3 separate regions of the Macaca mulatta genome follow, and regions 2 and 3 are each linked to region 1. Evidence: chromatin contacts called from public Hi-C data. All regions are on one chromosome and are shown on one strand. The core of a region is the stretch at or near the end of the contact, and the rest is flanking DNA. Distances in the headings are between cores, read along the strand shown.

Evidence for each region. A called contact is a pair of places that touch in the nucleus more often than the background predicts.
Region 2: a contact with region 1 is called in a Hi-C map of fetal cortex germinal zone, with 4 times the contacts expected there. The contact joins the promoter of VPS13D here to the promoter of DHRS3 in region 1. A contact is called at or near these places in 2 of 14 Hi-C or Micro-C datasets (blood and fetal cortex germinal zone).
Region 3: a contact with region 1 is called in a Hi-C map of cortical neurons, with 5 times the contacts expected there. The contact joins the enhancer-like site here to the promoter of DHRS3 in region 1. A contact is called at or near these places in 5 of 14 Hi-C or Micro-C datasets (cortical neurons, fetal cortex germinal zone, fetal cortical plate and 2 more).

What each region holds. Positions count from the first base shown.
Region 1 is chr1:228,099,557-228,102,446 of T2T-MMU8v2.0, reverse strand. It overlaps DHRS3 (dehydrogenase/reductase 3), which reads right to left and starts at 1,434. Exons shown (of 6, transcript NM_001260537.2): 1 at 1,060-1,434. The coding sequence starts at 1,254. It overlaps LOC144336139 (a long non-coding RNA gene), which reads left to right. Exons shown (of 2, transcript XR_013407642.1): 2 at 1-1,709.
Region 2 is chr1:228,492,438-228,495,327 of T2T-MMU8v2.0, reverse strand. It overlaps VPS13D (vacuolar protein sorting 13 homolog D), which reads left to right and starts at 1,519. Exons shown (of 69, transcript XM_015113831.3): 1 at 1,519-1,601.
Region 3 is chr1:228,400,632-228,403,521 of T2T-MMU8v2.0, reverse strand. It overlaps VPS13D (vacuolar protein sorting 13 homolog D), which reads left to right. Exons shown (of 69, transcript XM_015113831.3): 32 at 538-671; 33 at 2,878-2,890. Among named protein-coding and RNA genes, the nearest start is that of VPS13D, 92 kb to the left of the region's middle. Within about 2 kb of position 1,376, at least 6 of the 40 cell types and tissues checked have an H3K27ac peak or open chromatin away from gene starts, as enhancers often do.

The DNA.
Region 1 (2,890 bases), core at 185-2,684:
ACAAAAGCAACCTGGAATTACATGCAGGTTTGGTTTTCTACAGTACATGTTTACTTAATCCCCAAGGTATGCGGCTCCATGTCAGATCAGCTGGCTTTGCGGCCCTTTCCCCCCCCCTAGTTCACAACAGTTTAAGTTTCAAACTAATTCCCTGTTTTCGCTCTTCCTCTTCACAGGGCTGGCTGGAGACAGCCTGGCCTGCCTCCCTCTCCCGATGGCTCTGGTCACCGGGTGAGTCAGCCTGGCCTGCGCTGGGGTTGGGTGACAGCCTGCTCACCCTCCCCGCTCTCCGGCACCAGGTCTCCAAAACGTGGAGCAAGGGGTGCCTGAACCACCAAAAAGTTAAAGGCTGTGTCTGGTGGGCAGGACCCTCCTTGCAGCACCACCTTCCAGCTAAAGGGGGAGAGATCCCTGAGGGGTGTGCTGGGGGGAGGGGACAGGGTTGAAGGTGAGAACAAGGGCTCTTTATCAGTAGCTGCTTACCCTGGCCTCCTCTTTCCTGCTTTCCAAACACCTGGGCCTCTCAGTGTCGGTCCGGCCAGACCGCTCTTCCCTTTTCAAACCCAAACCAAGTACCCCCTCTCGTGTCTTCAGAGCTGCAGCCGCCCAGGTTGGGGCTGGGTAGCGGGTTGCCAAGGAAAATACGAGGCGCCAGCTAGCAGGCGGCTCCCAGCTCTACCCAGGAGTGCGCACACCCTGCACTCACCAGGGTGGCGGCAAGAAAAAGGGGGGAAGGCGGGGGAGGGGGGCACAACACCTTCCTCTGGGAGGCAGGAATGTGGGAAATGGGTGGGTCTCCTAAGTTTCAGGGTGGGGGTGAATAGCCAGCCAGCCACCGATCCCAAAGGAGTGGATCAACTCTGAACCTGCCAAAAAAGACAGTCCGGTGCCCGGGAAATTTACAAGGTGAAACCGACTAGCTCAGCACTCGTGGGTGGCACGGGGGAGTGGGGTGGCCGTTGACTCTCAGCTCCCGGGAGCGGGATCCCGCAGCGGCAGCAGGTGGGCTCACCCCCTCCCCTGCGGCCCCCCACTCATTGGAGTCGCAGTGCCTGGTACCTTTCTGGCGCCGCGCTCCGCGAACTCGCGGGCGAGCTGACGCCCGATGCCTCTCCCGCCGCCTGTGATGAGGACGTTCTCCCGCGACAGGTCCCGCAGCTTGGCGGGCAGCACCAGTCCGACGGCTGCTTTCACCACCAGATAGATCATCTGTAGAGGGAACACCACCAGCGCGCCCAGCCGTTTCCACACCATCCTCCGCGCCGCGGAGCCGGGCAGGGGGCGAAAGTCCCCGGGCCGAGCAATACAGGAATTAAAAAACACCCCGAACAATAAATAGTAAACCGAATAAGGAGAGAGGCGTCCCACCTGGCCACTCTTGAAATCACCTCTTCCCAAATGCAAAGCACTGGGTGAGAAAAAAAAAAAAAAAAAGATAAATTCTCCTCTGGGGGAGAAAAAGCGTCTCCTAAGGTTGGGACTGTAAAAGAGGTGGAGGGGGAAGCTGGAGGTGGAAAGTTCTAACAAGAAGTTTCTTGCCCCAGCAGCCGTTTCGGCTGGGGAATTCTCAGGTAATGTTTACAGACTGACAGAGGAGTTCAGGCAGGGGAAGAAAAAAAAAAGGCACCAACCACACGCGCTCACCCTGCCTCGGTCCCGCGGTTTCAAAGTGCAAGATTAAACAAAAAAAAAAAAAAAAAAAAAAAAAAGCTGTTTCCAAATTGTAGCGCCCCCACCCCCACCCCGTCTCCAGGAAAAAAAAAAAAAAAAGTGGGGGACAAAAGTGCTTGGAGCTCCCAATTTCAGCCCGCGAAAGTCTCCCGACTCATTGCTATTCTTGGGCTCAGGAAATTGCTTAAACGCGATCTGATTGCCAGCAACGTGCAGGAGAAGTGGGGGGTCCGGGTGTCAGTTTCTTTACGTGCAGGGCTCGCCCTCGCGCGCGCTCGCTCGCTCCGGCTCCCTCCCTCCCCTCTCTGTTCCAGCAGAGGCTGGGAGTTGCCGCTCGATCCAGCTCCCCTTCTCTCCCTTTTTAGCATTTATTGCCTTCTTTTTGTCCTTTCCAACTTGGAGAGGGTCCGGGTGTGGAGCGCGCGTGGATCGGACGCCTTGGTCTGCGCGGCCCTATTCATTCGCTCCCCGGGCAGCTGCGTCTCGGAGAGAGAGGGCGGCCCCTTTTTCCCCCATTTTTTTAATACCCCATTAAGTCTGATTGACAGTTAAAGTTGTTGGGAGGCTTCACTACCGTTCCTCTGAGTGGCTGCTGCGGCCTCCCCTCCCCCTGCGCCGTCGCGGGGAGCGCGCATAAGGCGCGCACTCGGGCTCGCCGGGACTCGCGCTCTCCCGGGACTGGCTCCCCTCTCTGCAAGCCGGGACTTGCCGCCGGTGTCCCTGAGGGCTCGCAGCTGTAACTCGAACACGCTGGAACCGACTCCAGCGAGCCGGCTGCCTTCTCGAGACATTCCTCCTTGCCCGGGCCGCCCGCGGGCCAGGTGACCACCTCTGCGTGTGGAGCAGGCCCGGGGTAGCTTGCGCATGCCTTGATCCAACCAGGTCACCCAGGGTTTATTTGAGGTCATTTGGTCATCCCCGGCCTCCAGGTAGGATCGGGAAGCCACTCCTCACCTTTGCCCGGACCTCTTCTGTCTTCACTTAGAGTGGACTTTTAAAAGCCTGACCCAAGTCCCTCACGATGCTTGTGGGAAGCCGCTGGGGAGCAGGGCTTTGCTTTGAGGGGAGGGGGTAGTCAGGGGAAAGGAACCTGTGCTCCGGGTGCCAATAAAATCCCCAAAAGATTAGCTGGGAGCATATTTATTGCTCATCTGAGCTAGAATTACCTTGACTGACAGCAATTTCCTTAATAACAAAAGCCTGTAAACAAAACGTCCTA
Region 2 (2,890 bases), core at 270-2,769, 390 kb before region 1:
ATTGTAAGCTTGCCGTCCTGCTTCCTGCATCTTCTGACTTTATATGAGCCTGAGGTCTCCCTCTTGCCCTTCTTGTGATAATGCAAGGAGGAAGTGTTCAGTTGTTCATTCATACACACTTATTGAGTCTTTTCTGTGCTAGGTAATGTTTAGGTGTTGAAGAAACACTGTGAAAGGGATAAAATATCTGTTTTCAAGGTACTAGGGAATGAACAACATATGTATAAACAACTAAGATAAGCTCAGGGAATATTAGGTTCCATGAAGAAAATACAACAGGGTAATGGAGAATGGAACTTTATTTTTATTTTTGTTTTTGAGAGGGAGTCTCGCTCTGTCTGGAGAGCAGAGGGGCGATCTCGGCTCATTGCAACCTCGGCCTCCCAGGTTCAAAGGATTCTCCTGTCTCAGCTTCCCCAGTAGCTGGGACTACAGGTGTGCACCACCACGCCCGGCTAATTTTTGTAGTTTTAGTAGAGATGGGGCTTCCACTATGTGGGCCAGGCTGGTCTCAGACTCCTGACCTCAAGTGATCTGCCCCCCTCAGCCTCCTGAAGTGTTGGGATTACAGGCGTGAGTCATAATGAAACTGTAGATAGGCAAAAGTCTTCTCTGAGTGCAACATCTGAAGCCAGAGGGAGTCAGCTATATTAATATCCAGAGCTATTCTGTAGCTCTGGATTGGCCACATGAGGCTTTTGAGCACTGGAATCGTGGCTAGTTTGTACTGAGATGTGCAGTAAATATAAAATATACCTGAATTTCAAAAACTTATTATAAAAAAATTAACATATTGTATTAGTGATTTTTTCTTTTGGCTACATGTTGAGATGATCATATTTTGAACATATTAGATTAAATATATTAAAATGAAGTTCATTTTCTTCTTTTTCGTTTTAAAAAAATGTACCAACTAGTAAATGTAAATTGCCTATGTGGCTGGCATTGTATTTCTATTGGTCTGGGGAGAAGGGTCCTAGGTAGACAGAACGGCAAATGTACAGTTCCAGCGGCAGAAACTGAAGGATGCCGGGGCAAGAGCGGCCGGGGAAAAAGTGGCTGAAATGGGAAGGGACCAGATCTAGTGGGACCTTGGTGGCAGCTCTGTAAGGAGGTGGGTTTTAATTGAAGTACGGTTGGGACGCCATTTTAAGCAGGGAAGGGCAGGGTCTGAATTCACAGGCCCCTGTGGCTGCGAAGTTGGGAACGGACTGCGGGGGAGTGGCCCAGACGGACGGCCGATTGCACCTTTCGCGTGGATGGAAGGCAGGGTGGTTGTAGGTGGGAAGAATCCTGGGTTCCCATGCTGTCTGAACCAAAGTCATTTGTGGCCCTGCCCTCCCTTGGGACTCAGTTTCCCCACCTATAAAATAGGCCCCAGTGTTCGCAAACCCTGGAGGGGCCCGCGGCCCTGCAGGAGCGGTCGCCGGCGCCAGGGGGCGCCTCCTCGATAACTCGGCGCTCGGCTGGCCAGGCACCGGCGCGTCGGCCGCTCGATTGGTCGCGTCGGGGCCGGCTGAGCGCCGCGGGCCTGCGCCATTGAGGAGCGGCGGGGAGGAAGCGCCGCGCAGCGCCGGGCTGGAGCGGGCGGCCCGGGACAGGTAGGGGCCGAGCGGCGCCGCGTCGGGCGGTGCCCGGGCCGGGAACTGCAGGGCCGGCGCGGATCCACGGGCCGCCGCTAGAGCTCCGCCTAGACCTGGGGGCCCGGGCCCACCCTGGGGGAGAGCGATGCTGGGAGCCTGGGGGCCCTGTCGTCCGGCCTTGGTCTGAGCCCCTCGGGGTAACCCTGGGGCGTCTGCTCCCCCGAAGGCCCCGAGCCCGCCACCTCCGGGGACCCCTGCGTCCGAGTCCCCGCGAGCACCCCAGGCACAGGCTCGGAGTTGGCTGAACCTCTGGGAACCCCGACGTCCGTGTCCTGGGGAGCCCGAGCCCCTGCTGGACGCCGGCACACTTTCTGGGGTCCCAGCAGCCTGGCGCCCTGGAATTGGGAGATGTCAGTCCGCGCCTGTCCGCCTGAGCCGTAGTCTCAATGCAGGACCCTAGTGTGCGAGTTCCCCACATTACGCCCAGGAGTGGGGTGTCAGTTCCCTAGAATGCCTTAGCCTTAATCAGCCACCCGAGGTCACACTCTGGGGCGGAGATATCAGGCTTAAAACTTCTCTTTACCTTTTGCCCCCCAGGGTCACGCCCTGGCCCAGCCACTCCTCCTAGGTGTGGGATCCCGGCGCCGTTCCCTCCAGGTTTTACCTGGGTCGTTGTGTCTCTTTTCCCTGGAGGGGGCTGAGGGTTCCGAGAGCTGGGGGCGGGAAGGTTGTGGGAGCGTCGCCTTCCGGGCAGTGCCGTCCCTGTGGGGCCACCGGTCGGACAGCCGCCCCCGCCCCGGTTTTGGAGCTCCCTGGCGCTGGCAGCGCTCAGTACCGGCCGCCTCGGGGAGGGACGCCCAGGTCCGGTTGCCAGTCCTTCCTATTCCCGGTCTGGCCGCTCCTCAGGGGAGGGGCCTGGCTCAAGGTCATGCCCGGCTGTCTGCCCGCCCGTGGGCTCAGCACTGATCCCTACTGTCACCCGCCCCACTGGGTAGGGGAGCCCAGGTGGGGGTTAGTGCCAGGCAGCTGCCCAGAAGCCCTGATGGACCGGAGTGTAAACACTTTGGGATTCTGACCAGTCTGGCGGCCCTTGCTGACACTGAATTCCTCAAGGGAATCCTTGAAGTGGCCTCAAGCTGGGTCTAGATGCTTAGCAGAGCAAATCATGGGTGCTTTCTGGTTTGGGCCTCAATTTTACCGACCAGGGCGCCTTACAGTGCTAACCGCTCATGCTTTTAAAATCTGTGCTTTGCATTCTTTTCCATTTAGGGCAAGTAGGGTAGGGCCTGAACTTGTTTACAAACTGA
Region 3 (2,890 bases), core at 127-2,626, 300 kb before region 1:
AAAATACAGTGTAAAGCAGAGTGAATTTACTATTAAATATATACAAATAACTTGAAAACTTACCGATTTCAAAAATCTCGACATTAAATTGGTCTACGTTCTTTGTAAACAACCTTGTAAATAGCTACTTAGATACATAGTGCCTGGCCAACATTAGTACCTGAGTCTTCTTCCTGGAATTTTCAATCAGGTCATCACTTAGAGAAAGGATGATTTTGTGAACTGCTGAATATCTCCTAGGCCTCCCAGGAGGACTGGGGTGCAGTTTCTCTATCTAGTTTAGAAATATTCTAAAGAGTGAAATCACATCCCAGTCTTTCCTGCCGCTGCAGGGCTCTGTTGGCTTAGCTGCACATGGCCAGATGCAGAATATTGGTTCAGGATGACAGTGTTAGTAAATGTCAGCAGACGTTTTGCAGAACAAATCTTACTGGTTCATGTTGTAGCCTGGTGGAAATGGGCTGCCTCGTTTGCAACAGCCTCTGGTGTTTTCTAGCTTCCCAGCTCTGGCTTGATTGACAATGTTGTCCTTTCCAGGCACGGAGTTTGTGGTCGTTGAAGATGTGTCCTGCTTTGACACCAATGCCATTATTCTGAAAGGCACCACAGTGCTCACCTATAAGCCCCGGTTTGTTGATCGCCCCTTTTCAGGAAGTTTGTTTGGCATTGAGGTAAGAAGTCTATGTGTTGATCACAGCACTGCATGTTGGCTCACGAGAAAAGCATCTGGAAGATAATTTTACCTCTTAAACTTTCATTAGGGGAAGTAATTCATGGAATTGGAAGACCCTTGTCCTCTTCTCCTGTTTGTTTTCTCCCCAAATCTCCCTGGCTATTCTAATGCATGAATTCAGTCTCCCTGTGTTAGGCTATAAATATGCAGAGGGCATTTGCCTCTTTCTCTTACACCCTTTCTTCCTCAAGAAGTTCAAGGAGACTTCTTCAGTCCCTACTGCCCTATGAGGCCCCTTGTCGTGCCCTCTCGTTCTGCAGACCTCATGCATGAAGGTGAGGCTGTGGTTCTCATTTCCCCTGCATCCCCCTCCTCACCTGGAGTGCAGCCTGTGAAGAGCTAGGGCTTTGGGAAGGGAAACCTATTTATACAAAGTGCTAAGGATCTTATATGTTATCCTTTCAGGAAGACCTGATCTATAAAAGGGCAGCTCTGCAGAGTCCTGCCTGGCTGAAAGGAGCGCATGGATAATAGTGGTGCTTTAGGCTCTCATGTCATCTCATGAAGAAGATAATTTGTGCTGGAGTGGCCTTTGTAGCTCGAAAATGCCATTATGCAATATTAGGCCAAAAGTGCTTTGTCTCTTGTTAAGCCATGCTGTGTGGAGACAGAAGGGGAACCGTGGCAAGTTCTTGTTTCTGTCAGATGTTTGTACTTGACTCATGTCAGCTCACATTCCCCATGCCATACTGTTAGCATATTGGTCAGGGTTCCTTTTGCTTTATGATTAGACTTTTCATGCCCTTTTCTTTCCAGTGGTATTGCTCAAAGTTTGAACGAATAAAACTTATTTTCACTGTTAGGAGTATGTGGTTTATGGTTTTGAGACAAACAGTGGAATAAGGCCTGTAGGGACTCTACTTCTTGACCACTTGTTTCTCTCTTGTAAAGAAACCTCCGTTTGAGAGGAAGGATTTGCATGCTGGTGTGATGTGAGTTGATCATGAAATTGCAATTCATCTGCCTTCCAAGCCACCACAATACTAGCTTTGAATGGAGAATCTTGGTGATTGATTAATGAACTGTCAGGTACAATTGGGTTTTGTGTAGCAGAAACCCCTGAAGGAAAAAGGAAAATGAAACTTTTCTGCTCTAAAGTCTTAGGACAACTACATGGCAAAATATTTGAGATTGCTGGAAACTCCTTTCAGTCCTGCCTTTTAGACAGCACAATTGGGTCTGAATTTTAAGACCAGCTTGATAAATCATTGGGGGAGAATTTATAGCTTATGAATTTTGAATTTTGAATATGGCAAAGGACCTTGGTGTCACATGTTTTTCAACAGCACTAGGGTGTGCCCCAGAAAGGTGGTGGAGGGGGTGAAGGGGTAAGAAGGACCCAAGTGATGGCTGTTTTCTTTCCTCTGCGCTCTTCCTGAGCATGCAAAATAATTTGGTCCTAGAATTGGAGTCCTTTCTCCCTCTCTCCCTTCTTTCTCTCTCCCAATGAATGTATTTATTTTTTAACCTTTTATTATAGAACATTTCAAATATATACAAAGTAAACAGAATAATATCATGAACTCCATATGTACCTATCACCCAGCTTTATTAATGTATTTATTTTTAATTATGAAAATATCATGGGGGAGGGGAAATAACCTATCAAAAATCGTATATGATTTCTGTGGACATTTTGGTGTGTTTCTTTCCTTCAAGTCGGGGAGTAACATTATTTTGGGTTGTATTTTCACACAGTCTGTGTTGTAACTGTCTTCTTACAATCTGTGTGGTCTTTTTTGTCATTTTTAAAATGGCTGCAAATACTCCATTGAGTAGATATGATATAACCTTGGCTGCTCTTAATTTTTTTTAACTATTAAATAATGGTTTAGTGAATCTTTTTTTTTTTTTTTTTTTTTTTGCTAGTTCCTAGAGAGAAGTAGGATTATTGGATCAAAGGGTGTGAGATTCGTAAGGCTTTTGGGATGTATTGCTAAACTGCCTTTTCCTCTGGGTGAACCACTGCCTGTGCTCTTGGCAGCAGTGGGGGGCCTCACTCTTCACAGTATTTATTTCAGCAGTTGTTACAGGTCTTGGGATAACACATGGCCGACGGCTTCTGAGTTAGCCTCTTTGTGCTGATAGTTGGACCCTTCCTCAATCAGACATTAATTCTCGCCATATTGCATTTCATTCTCTAGGTGTTTTCATGCC